Regions from separate parts of the Sus scrofa genome. Here region 2 is linked to region 1. Evidence: chromatin contacts called from public Hi-C data. All regions are on one chromosome and are shown on one strand. The core of a region is the stretch at or near the end of the contact, and the rest is flanking DNA. Distances in the headings are between cores, read along the strand shown. Region 1 holds the start of LOC102159659. Region 2 overlaps AFAP1 (actin filament associated protein 1).

Evidence for each region. A called contact is a pair of places that touch in the nucleus more often than the background predicts.
Region 2: a contact with region 1 is called in a Hi-C map of embryonic fibroblasts, with 2.6 times the contacts expected there. The contact joins the enhancer-like site here to the promoter of LOC102159659 in region 1. A contact is called at or near these places in 5 of 47 Hi-C or Micro-C datasets (embryonic fibroblasts, epiblast stem cells, liver and 1 more) and 1 of 2 datasets of contacts at active chromatin or transcription factors (skeletal muscle).

Annotation. Positions count from the first base shown.
Region 1 is chr8:3,067,932-3,073,432 of Sscrofa11.1, reverse strand. LOC102159659 reads left to right here and starts at 2,558. Exons shown (of 3, transcript XM_021100806.1): 1 at 2,558-2,594; 2 at 2,773-3,057; 3 at 3,156-3,724. The coding sequence starts at 2,558. The coding sequence ends at 3,724. AFAP1 (actin filament associated protein 1) reads right to left here and starts at 3,402. Exons shown (of 17, transcript NM_001253821.1): 1 at 3,262-3,402.
Region 2 is chr8:3,136,151-3,141,608 of Sscrofa11.1, reverse strand. AFAP1 (actin filament associated protein 1) reads right to left here. Exons shown (of 17, transcript NM_001253821.1): 4 at 1,831-1,939. Among named protein-coding and RNA genes, the nearest start is that of AFAP1, 69 kb to the right of the region's middle. Within about 2 kb of position 3,603, at least 23 of the 83 cell types and tissues checked have an H3K27ac peak or open chromatin away from gene starts, as enhancers often do. A contact at or near this core is called in embryonic fibroblasts, omental adipose tissue and skeletal muscle, where this site is marked.

The DNA of each region.
Region 1 (5,501 bases), core at 1,309-3,808:
AAAACGCTAAGACAATCTAAGGAAACCACAAAGAAAATCCATCTGCATTTCTGAAGTCCCCTCCCCTCAAATGAGATCCCTAACAAAACAAACCACGTGGAGTGTGTGACAAAGTACTCTTTTAAATTAATTGAAGACTGCAAATCAAAATAAAGACAAAAACCCTAGTTAACATGAAAATGGTAACTCAGCGGCATCAATCACTCCTGGACCAAACAGCCATCACCTACTTTGAATCCCTGTAATCATCCCAATAAGAAGAGCAAGAAACAAACAAACAAACAAAAAAAAACACACAAAAACAAACAAACAAACAAAAAACCCAAAAACCCTGTGTATCCTTTCTATAAACAGACATGTGGCTTCAAAAAAAAAATCAAGCACACCAAATTCCCATCTCGCCAAACAGATAAATCAGAAGGGAGATTAATATTTTTAAGGATTAATGACCACATTCCTTAGAATTGGAGCTTCCTTATAGGTCATTTAACCTATGATGCAATGTTTTGCAAGTAATAAGATTCAACTATGCTTTAAAGGATTACACAAAGCCACGTACGCCTACTCAAGGTTCTCCCCAAATTCTCTTATTTCAGACTCTCCAAATTAACATCTCCGTTAGAGACTGGCCACACAAATGCCTGCAGTTGGCGGACTTCATGTGACACTCAAAAGGCCGGCAAAATGCTCCTGCCAAGAGTTCTGCACCCAGCACCCCCATTAAGGAAAACATCACACCCACTTGACAGAGGACAGATGTTGCAAGTAAAATGTAATAAGGCTTTGCGAGACAGTATCAAAAAGTTGCTGAAGCATCCATCCACAGTGGTCCTTTGATACAAAGTAAATACCCATGCAATTACACTTTTTGGAAAGAACTAAAGAAGGACCCTTTAGAATTTACATTTTCGGAGACGTCCATTACCTATACCACTGCCACCAAGAGAGCTTTCCTCTGCTGTATTTGGTTGAAAGAACGAAAGGTTTAGACCTGACAAGGTGCTTACCTTGTTCAAAACCCTCAAAGGTGAGGACGCTGAAGCCCCAACGGCTTTGCAGGAACACGGAGCAACCTCTTTCCAGAGCCAGAATCAGAGCAAATAAATTCTAATCAAGGATGCTGCACTGGGCAACAAACACCAGGAAGTAGGAGCACCTATTAATCTCCAAACCCTTAGGAGAGTTGAAGGCCAGGAAAGACTTGGGTCCGCAGTACAGAAAAGGGGCCTCTCGTGTACACATAACTCTTCCTCTCCCTCAGAAGCCCTGCCCACCTCTAGCAGAGCATCTGGCAAAAGCTGTACTCCAGGGGACCAATCTGTCCTTGACGACCGCAGCGCTCAGAGAGCAGGGCGTGATGACTTCAGGGAAGGCTTTGGAGAAGAAGTGCCACCTAAACTGAGATGGTCTGAGGGACGAAGCTGAAAGGACCGGAGCTGGGGGAGGGCAGAGCAGGCAGGGCGAAGGGCCACTTGGCCTTTACAACGGTGACAGCCGCCGTCATTACCACGTTGTCATCTTGCATTCCTGTTATTCATACCCCATCTTGTTCACAAAGAACTGCAATCTGGACATTACAGCCACTTGGGCCTAGAGCTGAGTTCTCCGTCTTGGACCAAACACTCATTCTTAAGAGGGAAAGACTGACTTCTTAGACTTTGCATCCCCAGGGAGAAGGACCATCGGTGGAACATAACAGGTGCTTTTACAAGTTTGACGAAAGGGTAAATGAATGACGCCACTTTAGGTAAGTGGCTGAGCGATACGGAACCTGCAGGGTAGTATCAGATCTTGCCGTCAGGCTGAAATCCAAGTTTTCAGACCCACAACCTCACCGGCGCTACCCTCTCCATAAATCTGACCTCTAACTGTAACTGCCTTGGCCTCATTCCCTGGGTGTGGATTCCCCTCCTTCAAACACACTTTCCAGCCCGCCAAATTCTTGGGAAAGTTTCTTCCACTCTCCAGGCGCTGAGAGCTGCAAAGTTAAATCTGGCTTTCCAGACTACCCCCCCCCCGCCCCCGCCCCCAATCCTAACGGAAATCAAGAAGCTCTGAGCAGAGGGACCAGACGCCCTCCAATCAGAGCCAGCTCCTGGGGGCCGGCCTCACCAGAGCAGGAAATGCGGCGGCCTGATCCCTGGTCCCCAGGCACGGTGACAGCCCCATGCTCCTCTGGGACCCGGCTGGGGTGAGTTCTTGGGGAAGTGTGGCTGCTTCTTCATAAAACAGCAAATGAGAGATTAAATAAAAGAATGGACCCCAGTCCTACACAGGCCCACTGCACCCCCACGCACAGCCTGCCACGCTCAGACGCTTGCCACGACCTACACAAGGACACCCCTCCACACATGGAACCCACAACACACACGCCCGCGCCCACACACTCTGATGAGGGAAAGGGGGGAGCCTGCCTCTGGGAATGATCACACCCCGACAAGCCACAGGGGGAGGGGATGGGGCAGAGCCCCCCAACTCACAAGGTGGCCAGGACACCGCAGGTGCACGTGCACGAGGAGCCACCCTGGGTCACGCTCAAACATTCAGTAAACCGGTCATGGGCGTGGGTGGCAAAATAGAGCCCTGCTCTCAGGGTAACCAGGGTCCCTATGACTGAGGGTCCACGCACTGAAACAGCGAACCAGTCACCCCGCCGGGGAAACGAAGGGCGACCAGAGACAGAGTCTCCCACTCTCAGGCAGCCGGGATCCCCACGCGCAAGGGCCCACGCAGAGCTTCCTTCGGTGACACACGGAGGGAGTGGACATTGAGACAGCGGCCCCATCCTCAGGGTGACCAGGACCCCGTGCAGGGGTTCACCCGCGGAGCCACGCAGAGTCGCAGCAGGCGCGGAGCCCCCTCGGTGCCACTCCGAGGCCGAGACAATACCCAAGCGCCGGGACGCTCGACGGCCCGGTCAGTCCGCGTCCGCGTCCGCGTCCCCGTCCCGCTGGCGCTCAGGGCGGCGGCCACCACCTCGGGCAGCGACCCCGTGGCGTCCAGCTCAACCTGTCACACCCGACGGGGACCCCCGCCCGGCCTGGAACCCCGCCGCCTGAGTCCCCGCCGGGCCCTGGGACCCTCGCCCGACCCGCTAGCCCTGTCCCGCCCTGAACCTCGGCCTGGCTCCGGGACCCCGGCCGCCTGGGACCCAGTCCGGCCCCAGGACCTCCGCCTGGCCCTCGGACCCTCCTCCCGGACCCAGAACCCTGTCCGCCCGGGCACCCCCGCTCGGCCTGGCCCCGAAGCCCGCCGCCTCACCTCAGGCCGCCGCCTCGGCAGCGCTCGCTCCTTGCCGGAGGCGCCCTGGCCAAGCCAGGCAGAGCGGAGCAGCCGGCAGAGCCGGGGCCACCGCAACAATGGAGCCCCGGGGCGGGGCCGCCTCGCAGCCGCCGCAGCCCGTCACCCGCTCTGGCTCGGGATCCGGCTCCCGCTCCGCGCGGAGCAGCGGCCGGCAGAGTCTGCGGCTGGGCTCGGGGACGGCGCAGGCGCACTCACCCCGCCCGCGCAGCTCCGCCCCGCCCCCGGCGGCGCCCGGCGCTCGGGGCCCGCCCCCCGGCCAATGGGGAGGGCGCCGCGCGGAGGGGGCGGGGCCTGGAGAAACAAAGGGAGGTGGGGCGGGGCCGCGCCGGGGCGGGGCCGCGGGGTCCCGCCGGGGGCGGAGCGGAGAGGAGCTGGCTCCGCGGCCCAACCAGGTCCGACCCGGGAAGGCCGGGCTCAGTGACCGCTTGGAATTCGCCCAGCAGGACGTGTTCAAACCGGGAACTCAAATTGATCGGATTGGCCCGCTTTGCAGAAAGAGAAACTGAGGCCCAAGCAGCGAGACCACCTGCACCCCCGACACTAGTCACACAGTCCCGTTCACTGGTTCATTTTTATTCGTTCAAATATTCTCGCAGCCTGTAAGGTGGGCGGTGGGAGCAGAGTAGACGTAAACAGCCCTCCTTGAAGGAGCTGTCAGGCAGGACCAGATGTCTCAGTCACCTAAACCCGCGATAAAGGAGCACCGGGCAGCGCTGTTTCTTTTCCTACCTCAAAGCTTTTGCGGCTGTGCTGTTCCCCACCTGAACGCTCTCCTCTCCCCCCCTGTCACCCACATGTACCCAAATGCCAGTGATCCATAAATCCTCTGACCTCACCGTGTTTGATCTTTAAGCCTCTCCGGACCACACTCTACTGGCGGCTCCCCCAGGAGTCTCCGGATCCAGCCCCTTCTCTACCCCGCCTCTCCGTGCTGGGGTTTTAGGGCGGCTCTTGGCTAGGGCATGGACCCTCTTATCTGGAAATCTCAGGCTTACCCAGGCTTTAAACCATCCACCTACTGCAGTGACTGCCTGCCCCCAGTCTCCAGCCCTGACCTCCCAAGTCCCTAGCTGGACACCCAGGAGGCGTCTGTAATGTTTTACCACCAACTCAAAGCGCTTTCTTCCATGCCCCCACCTGCTCCTCCACCTCCTTCAGTCAATGGCCTGTCCATCCGAACAGGTGCTCTGGATGAAAGCTGAAATCCCACAAGGTCTTTGCGTCCCTCAAGCGCCCCAGGACCCATCCGACCCCAGGACCTCCGCCTGGCCCTGTGGCCCTACCGCAGGCCGGCCTTCTCTGCGTTCCCACCTCGGTACAGCTCCTGCTGGAGTTTTCAGTCTGCTTGGTTTTCCCGCCACCCGGTGAAGTGTGACCCTCTCAGACGAGGCAGGGATGCGACCCTCTCATTTCTGGTGCGGAAGAGGGCCTGGCGCATGGATGCGTGGCTAAGGCTGACAGCGACCGGGGCAGAGCCCCTCCGTGCCTCCCAACACACACAGCACACAAACACACACACACACACAGGCACACCACTGACAGCCCAGTTTCCAGTCTGAGTTGCCAGATTCCTCCGTGGACATAAGAAGCTTCCCCATGCCTCTTCAGCCAGGCCCCTCTGTTTGCAGATATACTTGGAGACCAGAAACACAAAATCTCAGGGAGGGAAGCAGTTCCTGCAAAGGACGGCTGTCCCCTGCCTGACACACTTGCCCCCTGTTCTTGGCCCATCAACCCCTGACCCTTCAAGTCTCAATCTTAATGTCCTTTTCCCCAGGAAGGCTTTGTGGCTACACTAGCACAAAGTGTAACTGGCAGACACTCCCTAAGGTGACCCCCAGGGAGTCACACCCCTGTACAGTGCCCCCGCCTTGGGGGCAGGCAGAACCTAGGATAGCCTCTGGCCAATATCAGGAGTAGCCATGATGGCCTGCCACCCCCAGCCACCCCCGGTCACATGACATTACATAGGAACTCATCATAGACCATAGAGAGAGGTTCTGCTTCCAGGCTTTGGAGAAGTCACCAGTGGAGGGTCACAGGAACCTGAGGGACAGCCTCCGGGCAGCAGCTAGCAAAGGGCTGGGCCCTGGTTCAGGCAGCATGAGCCTGAAAGAGCTCACCACGGACTCTTCGCTAGTCGAGCCTCCAAGTGAGGACACAGCCCGGCCAGAACGCTGAGTGAAGGGGGTGAGCCC
Region 2 (5,458 bases), core at 2,354-4,853, 67 kb before region 1:
GGCGGCCTCTTCCAAGGACGTCCCCCCACGCCCCCCCATCCCACAACCGCGGAGGGTCTCAGCCCGAAATAAGCCCTGAGCCCACCTTGTTCTCTGACAAGCGCACCTGACACGGGGCTTGGTGAAGCCACCCGGAGCCCAAAAGGAAGTGAGCCCAGCCTTCGCCCTCGCGCCCTGCTGCGGGCCCTGGGCCGGGGGTTGGGGGGGCGGACACGGCCTCGAGGCAGCCGAGGTTCCTCCACAGACGGCGTGTGACCTGTGTCCTCACGGCCAACCTGTGTCTCTCTGAGCACCACCCCCTCAGGAACAGCCTCAACCAAAGGTGCCCCCCACCAGCGGTCAGGGGGCTTCCCCAAGGAGCAGGACGTGACCACCTCCCCCACGGGGCCTCTCAGACCGACAGTGGCCAGAGTCACACAAAATCACCACCAGTTTCTAGCCTTGAAAGTGGGGGGTTGTGGGGGGAGATTGGACCCAACTGTCCTCAGTGCCGGGAAACACCCTGGTCAAAAAATGTGCTTTCTCTTTCACTGCTTTCAGAAAGAAAGGAAGCCAGTGAGGTTTGGAATTGTACAAGCCATTTAACTGTGTGTGTGTGCTGATGAATTTCCCATCTTTGGAAAGAGCGGACCCTTCGCAATGACTTGAATGCATTTTCCCCAAATAGTTCTAAACTGAAAGAGAAATGAAAAGACTCAACACTGAGACCTCGACGCCCAGAATCTCAGTCTCTTTACCAGAACTGCCCTCCGCGCGCAGAGCCAACAGTATCTTTCATCTTGACACCGATCTTGACAGTGGGGTCGGGCTGCTGACAAAGCTGAGAAAATGGGCTGAGCGGGAGGGCAAGGCCTTCGCCCTTCAGAGCCCACGGTCCAGCTGACTTGGCTTCTGCGTGGCCCACTTCACGTTCAGAAAAAATTCCCAGGGGAGGGCGGTGCTTCCTGTAAAAATCAAGTTAGATCCCTCTTCGCTGAACCCCACCCCCCACCCCCGCCTGCTGCCCGGGAGAGAGGGATGGGCAACTTCCGAGTCTGCATGGACACTTCAGGGCACAGGGGCACGGCGCTGGACAAAGGGAGGCATTTCAGGAGGACAGGCCAGGAGATGTGAACGCACCGGCAGCCTCTCCACAAAAGGAGCCCTCGGCACGTGGACGTTCCCAGGCCAGGGATCGAACCCGAGCCACGGCAGGGATGAGGCCGCTCCTTAACCCAGAGCCACAAGGGAACCCCCCTTACCCCCTCTTTACAGGAAAAGCAAGTTGGGCGCCCAAGCCCACACCCTCTGATGAGCCACCTCCGCCTCGCTGAGGCCGAGAGCTGGGCTGTCAGGGAGAAATAACGCCAAAGACCCAGACACGAATTCCAGAGATAGTTCTGCAGAGGTGTTTGGCACCAGCACGCCCTCTCTGCAGGCAGCTGGCGGCGGTCATGTCCCAACAGCCCTGAACTCAGACACAAACCCGCAGGGAAAACCTGCACGGACGAAAAAGAATCACGCGGCGAGGATGAGGCGCCTGCTTGCTGGGTGTTTATCCTGCCGACACACCCGCACGGTGTGTGACCACAGGGAGCACGGTTCACTGGCTGACACACGTTCCCAGCAAGGAGACTGCACTGATTTTGAGTCACAAGAAAGACGACAATCTGACTCCCCGAAGGTCCCTGGAAGACACGTTCAGCTTTTCAAAGCCCTCTCTGTATTTCTCCGCTCCCCATTTCCACGCGTCCTGTAAAACCCTTTTCCCCGTCACCCCAGGAAAGGGCGGCTCCCCAGCAGCCCGGCCTGTCAGGAGCCCCGCAGAGGCCCGCAGACCCCGACACTCACTCGAGGTGATGTATTCCGGAGCCTTCCCGGGACTCAAGGGCACGGCTTCCTCGTAATAGCCTTCCGGGAGCGAGGAGGTCGGCAACGGTGGCGGCCCACTGTCAGGCGGCTGGGAAGAAGGGGACAGCAACACAGCACAGCCGTTAGAACAGGAGTCCGTGTTTCCACCCAGCAGGTGTCGAAGGCGCGTTCCCGGCTCCTTTGCAAAGTCTCGAGCGGAAAAGAAATTGCCCCGTGAGCTGCTTCCCGCTCCCGGCTGGCTCTCCACCCTCGTCTGCTCACGGCCCCCTCAGCCCAGGCCGGGCCCCCCACGCAGGCCATGTGACTCACTGGCCGTCGCTGGGGCTGCCGCACACGCAGGCCCCCCCCCACCCCCGGAGCATGAGCAGGGGTCCCCTCTCTCCTCATGGCTCTGCCCACACCCTGGACCCTCCCCGGCCCCCAAGCTGCCTTTCTCCTCCGAGGCCCACGGCCCCGCACGGGAGAGCCGCAGGGGCACAGGGATGGTTCCGATCCGATACGCTCATCGCACAGCGAGCCGAGTCCCATGGGGGCCGAGTTCATGCCTCACCCCCCTCCTGACACGTGCCAGGGGCCCTCTGAACAGGAGCAGAGGAAGTCGCCCAGGAGCCAGCCTCTGAAAGACACTGGCAACTTTCTCCGGAGAAGGAGCCTGCTCGGTACTCAGTGCAATCACATTGCAGCTCCCTGACCAACCCTGAGCCGGAGGCCCGCTGGCCCTGAAGCCGTAACTTCACACCATGGAAAGCTGTACACACTCCAGCAAGATCGGCGGAGGCGCTGTTCTCTCCAACAGCACTGCTGACTCCAAGGCAGACCCACCTCTTCTCCCCGGGAACACGTACGGCGTCTGCTGGTTCCATCACCCCCTGGTCCTCAGGCCACCGAGGACGGCTGCAGGGCAGGGAAGCCAGCATCTGCCAAATACCTGCGACCGGCCCACGCTGTCTCAGGCCCCTCTACCCTGGTTACAAGCTACGGCAACCAACCCACACGCGGCCATTGAGGGAGACAGTATATCACCTTATATTTTACAGACGTAGAAAGTGAGGCTCAGCCTCTAAAACCACCTGCTAAAAATCAGACACTGGGAGTTCCCACTGTGGCTCAGTGGGTTAAGGACTCAACGTTGTCTCTGTGAGGATTCAGATTCAGTCCCTGGCCTCGCTCTGTAGGTTAAGGATCTGGCATGGGTATGAGCTGTGGTGTAGGTCACAGATGTGGCTCGGATCTGCTGTGGCTATGGCTGTGGTGTAGGCCGCAGCTGCAGCTCCCATTTGAGCCCTGGCCCAGGAACTTCCATTAACTGCAGGTGCAGCCATTAAAAAAAAAAAAAGAAAAGCAAAAAACAAACAACAACAACAACAACAAAGCTGTACAGTAGAAAACGACAGAAGCCTGTAAACCAGCGATAGTGGAAAAAATACAAATTATTTTTTAAAAATCGGACACTAGTCCATGACACGGCTGGGGCTTTCAGGCACCAGGTCTGTCCATGAAAAGATCTTTCTAACACTCATGGTTGTCCTCTCTTTCCCTTTTGTAACAGTTCCCAAAGGGGAAACGTCACCCCGAAAGGAACAGAACGGAGGCCCCAAAGGGACGCGCTCCAGGTTAAGTTTCCAAGTAGACAGCTTCACAGAGAGGGAAACTCCACCGCTTTCCGTGTAACTCAAGTCCTGGCTGCACCACGACGTCCCCGCGGGTGACTAATCACCCCTGCGCACTCAGCCCACTCCTTCCTCTGGCCAGATGAAGAAAGATAATTTAGTCCAGATCATCGGCCCGGATCCCTCCCAGCCTTGAAGGCCGTTCTCTCCCTCCCAGCCCCATCCCGGCTGGAGACCGAGTCGCCCCCCCCACCCCGCTCCGCCCTCCCCTCCAGGGCTGGCTGCCGGCCACCGACACTCTGCGGTCTCACGCTGGACCCTAGCCAGGTCCCTCCTCAATTCCCGGGGGGCAGGAGGCGGTGCGGGAGTCCACGCGGGGTTAAAATCTTCGCTCAGTGCTTTGGAAAACAGCTGCCTGATGCCTGAGTGTCTCTATTCATGAAAGGAGAGTGTTTCAACTTCCGCTTAGTGTGTCGAAACAATCAAATTATTCATGTTCTGGGAAAGCAGCACACAGGATGGGATCAAAGTCAGGTTTATGAATCGGCCCAGCCTCCCGTCCTAGGGCTGCAAAGGTGTGTGAAGCGGGGGCTGCCTCTGAGCTGATGGGATGTCTCGGGCCCCGCTGGGGGGTCTCCTGTAGTCGGCACAGCCTCAATACAGGGCCTGAAACCCACGCATCCACTTCGAGAAATATATGCCAAGAAAGTCAACTGGCCCCATGAGCAAAAATGGATAAGGATGTTTAATCAGCGTGTTCCACCCCCAAATTCGAAAACAATCTAAATATTCACGAGAGAAGAATGCTTGGCACCGTAGCCCAGCCCTGTGCAGACGTTTGAGAGGACGGGGCACATCCGTGTCATTCCCTTGAAAAAGCGCCACGAGACACGGTTCGGTGGGAGAAACAGGGCCACCAGGCTTTCGGTCAAAGGTGTGCACACGCCCGTCTGCAGGAAGGCAGGTCCGCGGCCAACACGCTGACGCAAGGCTACCGCTTTTTCATGAACGTCTTTACAGCGTCAACTTTTTCCTTAATTCTCACTGTTTTAACATCGGGGAGGACGCTACTTCCACTCTGAAGTCACATCCTGCAAAAGAAATAACCCTCAGAGGAGCACCCTTCCCCTCAGAAACAGTCTCACGTGCTGCTCCCCAGGACCGCGCTTGCCTGAGACTCTGGGTCCAGGCTCGGGCAGAGGCACGATGCTAGGTCAAAGGGCAAATGACGGAGGGCTGAAAAGAGGTCCCAGGAAAATGTGTATTTTTTTTTTCTCTTTTTGCCTTTTCTGGGGCTGTTCCTGTGGCATATGGAGGTTCCCAGGCTAGGGGTGGCATCGGAGCTGTAGCCACCGGCCCATGCCAGAGCCACAGAAACTCGGGATCTGAGCTGCATCTGCGACCTACACCACCGCTCACGGCAACGCTGGATCCTTAACCCACTGAGCAAGGCAAGGGATTGAACCCGCAACCTCATGATTCCTAGTCAGATTCGTTAACCACTACGCCACGACGGGAACTCCGAACATGTTTATTTTTTTAAGCCTGCACCTGGGGCACATGGAAGTTCCTGGGCCAGAGGTGACCTATGCCGCAGCTGCAATCATGCTGGATCCTTTAACCCATTGCACTGGGCTGGGGTTTGAACCCACACCTCTGCAGCAACCCAAGCTGCTGCAGGTGGATTCTTAATCCCTGTGCCACGGTGGGAACTCTGAGGTACTAGTAAAATTTGAAAAAATAAAAAGGAACAGCTGTTAACAGGAGCATCCCCAAAGGGTGGTACCCGAAGCGCCATTCAGCACCATTGCTTCCAGCTCCGTTCCAGGAGTGAGAACTCACTGACGTCACAAAATACTGGGATTTGAAACAGTACAAAACAGGCAAGTCGGGTTTCCAAAGGGAGCTGGAGACCAGAGTGTCGGACGAAGAAGACACACGTCCCAATGCTCGGCACGTGGCGGGCCCGGTCCGGCCTCGTCCTTGTCTACACAGCC